Regions from separate parts of the Sus scrofa genome. Here regions 1 and 2 are each linked to region 3. A link is a contact called in public Hi-C and promoter capture Hi-C data. All regions are on one chromosome and are shown on one strand. The core of a region is the stretch at or near the end of the contact, and the rest is flanking DNA. Distances in the headings are between cores, read along the strand shown.

Region 1 (3,064 bases), core at 475-2,974, 310 kb after region 3:
CTCGTGAATGCCGGGGCCAAGATTTAAACCCAGGTATGATTCCAAAATACACACATCGGAGTGATTAGTCTAGGGTTGTGGAACCAGCAAGGGGTCAGGTTGGAACCTGGGCCTGATAGTTCTGACCCCAATCTGGTTCCTTTTTCATTGTCCTAGTCTGCCTGCAACTTTCAAAGATAGTATAGACATTTAATTTCTTTTTAGTTTAAATGAATTGTTTCTATATTAAGAATAATTTTGGTCTGTGTTTACTTTAGTGATTTAAAATCTTCTTACATACAGTTATAGTCTAAATAGAAACATGACAAACCTCTGTGTCTGCTACTTGCTTATAGAATGGTTGCAGTTTCTTTGGAGCATGCAGATATAAAAATGACTCAGTAGGGTGTGATCTTATGTCTATGCCTTGCAAGTTGAGAATCATAACAAGGCCTATGATAATTAAATACTGGTAGAGCTCCAGAGGCATAAAAAAGTGAGTTATGGAAAGAGTAGATCACAGGGATAACAAAGAAGGGGCGGGCCTGACTAGTATATACCAGCCTTCTTTCCTTTGGAGGTCTGCAGTGGCCTCGCAGTGCATTTCAGCACAGAACTCCAGGCAGCTAGACCATGGTTAGCCCTAGAGAGGAAAGCTATTTGGCATCCTGGACTGTGGAGTGGGAGAGACTTAGTTCCCAAACCTAGAAGAGCTACTCATTGGCTGAGTGGCCCCAAGAAAGTTACTTAACCTTGGAACTCCTCAGTCAGGTTATTATTCAATAGAGATAATGAAAGTACCTTCTTTCCAGAGTTGTTGTGAGGGATAAAATAAGATACATGCAGCAAAGGATCTGAATCAACATTAATTATCCTTGAAAAGAAAGCAGAGACAATCTCTATTTAACTTTTTTTGCAATTAAAAAATCATCCAGAAAATAAAAAATAATAAAGAAGACTCCAATATCTCTCCAAATATACATTTTTTTAAATTTATGGGCTTAATCAGAATAATTATGAGTTGTGGCGCTCCTGTCATGGCTCAGAGGTTAATGAATACGACTAGCATCCATGAGGATGCGGGTTGGATCCCTTGCCTTGCTCAGTGGCTTAAGGATCCAGCGTTGCCATGAGCTGTCGTGTAGGTCACAGATGTGGCTTGGATCCAGTGTTGCTGTGGCTGTGGTGTAGGCCAGCAGCTACAGCTCCAATCAGGCCCCTAGTCTGGGAACTCCATATGCTGAGGGTGTGGCCCTAAAAAAAACAAGACAAAAAAAAAAAAAAAAAAAAAAAAGGAATAATTCTGAGTTTTCAGAGTTTTTTTTTTTTTTTTTTTTCTTTTTAAATGTGTGATATCATCAGTTCATGGGATCTAGTGTCAGCCAGACTTAGGTTTGAGTTACATTTCTGTGGTCATTTACGTGGTAAGAGTGAATTGCTTAACTTTGCTAAACTTCAATTTCCTTGTCTATAAAACAGGGATAACATTACCTATATCATGAAATTATTATGAGAGTAAAAAAAGGCAAAGCATATATGCCATAAACCATTTGGTAAATATTCATTGTAAACATTCCTGCAAGGCAGGTCCCTAAGGGGCACCTGTGTACATTCCAGTGAAAGGAGACATCTGGCCATGACACTGCACTTTGAGCTTGTCCTGTTTTGCGTGGCCATTGTGCTAGCTCCTGTTTACCAAAGGCTGATGAAGTTACTCAGTTCTTGTCCTTGACTACTTCCTGGCCCTTGTGCAATATCTCCTGATTTGAGGTTGGGTTCCTGCATATCATGTAACTGGCCACAGCAGAAGTAGTTATGCTTTAACTTCCTTTAGTACTCAATGTTATGAACTATCAAGTGGAAAGAGACTGAAGGGACTAGAGGTCAGGGTTAGAGAATATCAGGTATCCTGTTCTGCCTGATCTTTTGTATTTGATTCAGTAATTACTGATTACCTACCATATAGCAGACTCTAAGGATATAAACAGGACATGTCTCCTACCTCAGGGAGCTTAGAGCTTGGTGATGCTGTGAGAATAAGTTTTCACTTTTATGAACAGTTACACAAAAATTAAGCTAGATATAACAATTCCTTCAAAAAAAAGTGTATTAAGTGTTCATATGTCAACTTCAAGGAGAATAAAAGTATGTTTACTCAAAAGATCCATTGAACTTAAAGAAAATAAATATTTCTTTAAACAGAATTAAAAGGTACCAAGACAGGAGTTCCCTCGTGGTACAGCAGATTGAGGATCCAGCATTGTCCCTGTACGAGCTTGGGTTACTGCTGTGACACAGGTGCAGTCCCTGGCCTACAAACTTCCACATGCTGTGGGTGTGGCCAAAAAAAATCTACCAAGACATATGCACACTTTAATATATGTGTATAATTTTTATTAAATATATATGAAAGTTGAAAATAAAAATTTTTGTCACATACATGTGTACATGCCATAACTATAAAGCTCAGTGACTTTTCACAAACTGGACACTTATGTAAATATTATAGAGATTAAGAAACAAGACCTTACTGGCACTCTAGAATCTGTCCATCAGGCGCTTTCTGGTCTCCACCCCCACGGTAACCAATATCTTGTATTCTAATAAGATAAAATATATTTTTATATCTTTATAATTTATATAAGTAGAATCACATATTGTGGTGTGCAGATCTTAAAAACATTTTCCTGTCAAATTTCAATTCATTATTTGATGGTTCTTTGTTAATCTAAACCAGCCAAGTATGATCCACATGAGGCATATACTTGGAATAAAGTATTCTCAGGCTTGTGTAAAAATCGCCAACTCTTTCTACAAAGGATGATTCATTTGTACCTGAATGTCCTGATCTTGGAGGTTATACTTCAGAATGTGAACTCATTCATTAGAGAATGCTTTATTTGATTGAAGGCCAGGTACTCGCTTCCCAGCAACACAGCTTAAGTAAATGCCCAACTCAGACAGTCAACATTACTGTCTCAAAAATCTTTCATTCTGACATATTATCACACATTTGTCATTAGGGAACTGCATATTCACATATGTCCATAAATATTTGGTCTTTGTAGACCCAGGTTGACCTGCT
Region 2 (2,728 bases), core at 57-2,556, 370 kb before region 3:
GCTCCCGGGCGGTGCCCAAGAGTTGCCCGTGGCCCTGGGCGTTCAGGTGGGCGTGGGGGTGGTGTGGAGGAAGGCCGTTGATGGGAACCATGCCGGCCGAGGTGGGCGTGAGGTGCTGCTCCCCGTGACGGCCGAGCATGGCCGGGTGGTGGGCTTCGAAGCCGTTGGGGGTGAGCATCTTGTCGGTGGGCATGGCGGCGCCTGGGTGGGCATAGTGCGGGAGCCCTTGCTGGGAGTTGTGGATGCCACCCAGACCAGACCCAGAGAGGGGCGAGAGGCTCTGACCCATGCCGGCCACGTCCTTGTGGTAGGGGGTATAGAGGTTATTCATGGAGGCCAGCCCGCGCTCGTCCCGCATGAGCGTGAAGCTACCGCTCACGTTGCCTGCCAGGCGCTGGTGGTGGTGCGGGTGGTGGTGATGATGGTGATGGTGGTGATGGTGGGGGAACTTGTCCGAGACGGTGGAGATGGGCGGCAGCGGCTGCAGAGGGGTTAAGGTGGTGTAGGTGGTGGGCATGCTCATACCTGGGGGAGTCTCGCAGGCCATGGTCATGGTGGGGTGCAGGGGGCCGGCCAGGCTGTGCTCGGGGGCCCGATGGTGGTGGTGGTAATCGCCGCTGCCGCCGCCGCCGTCCAGCAAGGACGCCATGCCCATGGAGCGTGGGTGCGCGGGGGGCAGGTGGCTGCCACGGTGCGCCACAGAGCTTCGCGCGTGGGGGCTACCGCCCAGCAAGTCGGCTGGGGCAGGCACCGGCTCATGGCTCACCCCGTGCAGCTCCCCGATCGCCTCCATGGTCAGCTGCGCGTTCATCGTGATCCCGGCGAGCGGGCTGCGGACACAACATCGATGAGGCCGGGCAGAGGCGGCGAAGGGGCACGCAGTCCGGTCTTCACATCGGCTGCTAGCGACTGTTGCCTTCCTTCTTTCCTCTCACTGTGGGGCTGTTTCCCTCTCAGTGAGTCTCGCCGTCCCTCTTGCCCCCACCTTCCCCTCTGCGTCCTCCGCGGTTTTTTTTATTTTTTTAAAAAAATATTAATTTCCAAAAAGGATCCGCGCAGTTGGGCGAGCTCAGTGCCCCCAGCCCACCCGCCCCGGCCCCCTCTCACCCCTCTCCTTCTTAGAATTGTGAAGCCCCCGGCTCCCCTGACGCAGCCCGCGCGCCTTCCGCGGCTGCTGCCTGCCCGCACCGCTGGCCAGCTCCAGCCATGGCTCGGTTACTGTTGCAGACTCTGTGGCCGCTGTTCCGCCGCCGCCGCCGCCGCCGCCGCCACAGCCGCCGCGGCCCGCCCTCCCGCCAGCTGGGCGCAGCGCGCAGGCGCACGGATCGGCCCCGCCCCCTCAGTCCCAGAGCCAACAACCGGTGACGTCCCCTAACAAATGAAGTTGGGCGGGGGGGGGGCCTTACCAGAGGTGCCCAGCCGGGGGCGGAGGGAGCGACGCGCACGTGCGAGTGCCTAACGTAGAGCGCGACCTGGGACTGCCACCGCAACCCCGGGAAACTTGGATTACTCTAGGATCCCTCGCCTGTGTGGGCTCTCCTCCCAGCCCCCGCCCGCACTTGCTGGGCTAGCATCCCTGGTGGCGCACTATGCCTAGAGAGCCATCGCCCCTCTTACCAGTCGCTGTCTCCCGGTTGGGGTTGCCTGGGGAGCCTCAGCTTGTGTCATCACTCTTTGCACCCTGGCCTATTTCATGGGAGGGCTTCTAGGAGTCCACGCTCTCCCCATCTTCAGATGTTTGGCCTTTTGCGGGGGGAGGGGAGCAAATATCTCAAAGGCCTTGGTCAATCTTGCCACTGTTGACCGGACAACCTCTGTCATCCATCCCTAGTAATTCTCTGCCTACCCTTCCAAGCTCCGCGAAGAGGAGCACTTAGTGCCAAGAGACCCGGCACCGGCCATACCTCGCAGTCCTCCACCGCCTGGATCCTTCCCGGGCTTAGCTGATAATTAAAGTGGCGCGCCGCTTCGTGCATGAGTGTGTGTGTGTGTGTGCGTGTGCGTGTGTGTTTTATGAGTGCCCTGGTGGGTTCCCATATTAACTCGTGGTATCTGATGGTGCTGCCGAGACTCGAGCTGTTCCTACGGTTTCTTCATGGCCCTACTGCTAAAGCACCCAGAGGCCGCTGCTTGTGGGAAGAACTGACGCCGGCAGGGTGGACTAGGCGCGCCGGTCTCTGCTTGGCCCGTAGGGACGCCCTCTTCCCGGCGTCCCTGTGAGAAGCCTCCAGATTTGAAAATCAATTCAGCTTTGGGCGTAATTGTTCGCTTCCCACAATCAAGCACCAATCCGGAATCGAACCTGGTCCTTAGGCCTGTTGGGTACGCGTGGGGAGGCCCCCAGCGTGGGACGTACACCCGGTGGCCACATGCCGCCGGCTTTCTTTCATTTACAAAAGAAAGAGAAAAAAAAATCCGTAACAAAAGGCAGAGCGTGTCCGCTTAGGTGCTTTCATCCCTCAGAGAAAGGACAGATGTGCTCATTGTCCGGCCCTTGGCAGTTACAACCGGGTCAGCGCCAAGCCTCAGCCCCAGGCGAGCGGTGGTCACAATGGGGGACAGCTTCTCAGAGCCTGGGTATCTGGGCTCAGATATGGAGCAAAGTATGTGTGGCCTACACTGCACCAAACTCAGAGCTTAGGTTCTTTTCCTGGGGCACAGGGTTGGAGCCCACAAGGTGTTTTTGCTGGAAATGTTCCCAGATCCTAGGAGAAGTCAGGGTGGTGGG
Region 3 (2,768 bases), core at 160-2,659:
CTAATCTCAGGGGATCTGCTTCTTTCACAATGGGGGCAGGGTTGTTTGCTTTGTGTGCAAGATAATCTTCTCTAGAATTGTTCACATATGCAAACATACATGTAACAAAACCTGACTCTCTGGATGTGAAAGGATATAATGTATTTGTATATGAGTACATACATGTACACACACATACATTTTAATATTAGCCATAATGATCACTTATTAATCCTGCCTAGCTACTTTGAAGTCACTCAATAATATCTGTTAATTTCAATTATTTGGGCTGCCTTTTGCCTTGTTTTTAACTTGTGACTTTTTTCTTCTTACACATGGTAATAGGAATCCTAAGCATTTCTAAGTTCTTCACTTAAACTTCTCGAAACCTGTGCATACTCTGCCCATGCCTCAGGAGAACATTTTGGGAATGAATTGGAGAAAGAGGTAGATGCAGATCCCTGGCTGGGATGAATGATTAGGAATTGAGGAATTGATCTTTTAAACTCAGCAGGCTGGAGCTCTACTTGAGAGCATCCTTTGGCCGAATAGCAGATAAAATTTACTGGATTTCCATGTCTGAACCTTTGCAATCGCACTGTGTACTCCACTTTGATGGATTTAAAGCTGGTCATTATGTTACAGGGCAAGTAGTAGCAGGAATAAAAGCAGGTCGTTTCAGCTAGCCATTTTAATCAGGAGACGACTTTACTCTGTTATCATTAAAGCTTGCCATATGCCATAAAAATGGATAGAAACATACTTTGACTTTTAGGGCAGATTAGGAAAAAAAATTAAAGGGAGAGGCAGAAAGGAAATAATCCAATTAATAAATATATTTTAAATATTTCACTGCCTCAGTAAGCAAGGCAGGTTTTTTAAACCCTCTTTGAGATTGGAATTGTGTCTTTACTGTTCCTTAACACGTCGGAGTAAATTAAAAAGGGGAAAAACCCCTGCTGTGTCTTTTTGGTTGTTACTTTGGGCTGTTATGATGCTCCTGGGCTGCGGAGCACATCGAGAGCGCCCCCTAGGCGTCAGCACAGGACACGGCAGGAGGAAGTGGCTGCTCAAATACCAGCTGCATGTATTCCTGTCCAAATATGAACACAAAGCTGGGGCAGCAGCCCACAAAGTGACCGCTCTCTGTGCCTGCTGTCTGAGGGTGAACTCGCACTTGCCACAGCAGTTTCAGATCGAGCAGCTTAGGGTGACTTTCTTTGTGTACGTAGGACAAAACTGCTGTGGAGAATGATGTTGAAATTAAAATGAAGCATGCTCACTTTTCAGTGGTGTGAGTTGGCTGTAGTGAGGCCATGGTCTGTTGTTTATCCTGTGCCTACTTGTGCTCTGGGATTTTGCTGGCCCTGGCTTTGTCTGTGTGGGAAGGCCCCACTCTGGACTTCTTCCTGCTGGGCAAAGTTGTCTGCCCTGCCAAAGTATGAATGCCTCTTTAAACTTGTGGTTTAAGATCAAAGGACGCTGCCTAGGAGTGAGAGAAAGGTCATTGGACTTAGAAACCAAAGGTTCCAGTGTTATTTCTCACTTTGCTGCCTGTGAGCTTTGTGATTCTGGGCAACTCACTTCACTTCTCTGAGCTTCAGGTTTTTTCCTCTATAAAAGGAAGAGATTTGATGAGACATTCTCTGTTAGGTTCAGTTATAAAGTCTGTTTTTGACCTCAATATTGAATATTTTTACTTTAAACTTTGCTAACCAAGTCAATATAACACTTTACAGAATTCTTGAAAGATGCAAATTGGTCAGAAGAACAGAATGTGTTTGTTTTGGGGGTCAGGTCTAGATCTACTGGCTGCATCCAGCGAAATGTCAATTTGAGTAACTCTGTGGCATCTTTATAAGCAGCATGAATTCCATTTGATGTTAGTCACTCTTCAAAGGCAGGTTAGTTTTCCAAACTGAGCAACTTGCTCCCCATTCTGGCCATTGCTTTCTGCCCACATTGATCAGCAGCCACATTGATCCCAATGGTGGTGCACTCATCTTCTCTTTCATCCCCATTGGCTGGTTGCCTGATCACTGATGGACAATTAGTCCTCCATCATGGTCAGCTTCTCTAGGTTGGCAACCCCTGAGTCATTTTTCTTTGAGGCCAGCTCATCTGTAGGTTCTGATTTATAAAGCTGTCTCAGAAAGACTTGGTTTTGTTTGTCAAAGCTCCTCTGATGCAAGCTATTGAAGGAGAGGGGCCTGTATACCTTGCCACATGGGAGTAATAGAGAACTCACCCAGGGGTTGTACGTAGTGGGGCTGAGGATGCAGGCCACTGTAAGAGCAGAGATGGGGGAATGCCCAATGCCTCAATAATATGACCAGTTTGGACTTTTGGAAAACAACCACTCACCTATTTAAGGGTGATAATTTGTCTTTCTAGTGATAATAATGGTAATAGTTATTCATTTATTATTAATAATAATAAAAGTCAATCTCCCTTTCTCAATTTTTTCCTTGGTCTCTTATGCCTCTGTAGTTGTGCCCAAACTTATCCTTTTCCCTGAAAACCTTACCTTCTCTGAACTTGTCTGGCTGACAAGGTCTTAGATCAAAATCTTTTCTTCTTCTTTTTTTTTTCTTCATATTTGACCATCTCTCGTGGACCATTTGCAATTTATGCCACAGAGGCAATGCCAAATCCTTAACCCACTGTGCTGAGTCGGGGATGGATCCTGCATCACAGCGCTACAGAGACACCACTGATACTGTTACGGCACAGCAGGAACTCCTAAAAGCTGTTCTAAACAGGTAATCTGAACACTCCCAGCACCCTCT

Evidence for each region. Promoter capture Hi-C pulls out the DNA fragments that hold promoters and counts their contacts. Hi-C and Micro-C count contacts between places; a contact is called where the count stands out from the background.
Region 1: a Hi-C map of liver shows a contact between it and region 3, with 2.1 times the contacts expected there. The contact joins two enhancer-like sites. A contact is called at or near these places in 4 of 47 Hi-C or Micro-C datasets (liver and skeletal muscle).
Region 2: a contact with region 3 is called in a promoter capture Hi-C map of liver, with 11 times the contacts expected there. The contact joins the promoter of ONECUT1 here to the enhancer-like site in region 3. A contact is called at or near these places in 2 of 5 promoter capture datasets (fetal liver and liver) and 7 of 47 Hi-C or Micro-C datasets (embryonic fibroblasts, epiblast stem cells, fetal liver and 2 more).

What each region holds. Positions count from the first base shown.
Region 1 is chr1:118,228,756-118,231,819 of Sscrofa11.1, reverse strand. No RefSeq gene overlaps it. Among named protein-coding and RNA genes, the nearest start is that of WDR72, 280 kb to the right of the region's middle. Within about 2 kb of position 1,724, at least 5 of the 83 cell types and tissues checked have an H3K27ac peak or open chromatin away from gene starts, as enhancers often do. A contact at or near this core is called in liver, where this site is marked.
Region 2 is chr1:118,911,978-118,914,705 of Sscrofa11.1, reverse strand. ONECUT1 (hepatocyte nuclear factor 6) reads right to left here and starts at 1,306. Exons shown (of 2, transcript XM_001928991.5): 1 at 1-1,306. The coding sequence starts at 811.
Region 3 is chr1:118,540,327-118,543,094 of Sscrofa11.1, reverse strand. No RefSeq gene overlaps it. Among named protein-coding and RNA genes, the nearest start is that of ONECUT1, 370 kb to the left of the region's middle. Within about 2 kb of position 1,409, at least 4 of the 83 cell types and tissues checked have an H3K27ac peak or open chromatin away from gene starts, as enhancers often do. A contact at or near this core is called in fetal liver and liver, where this site is marked.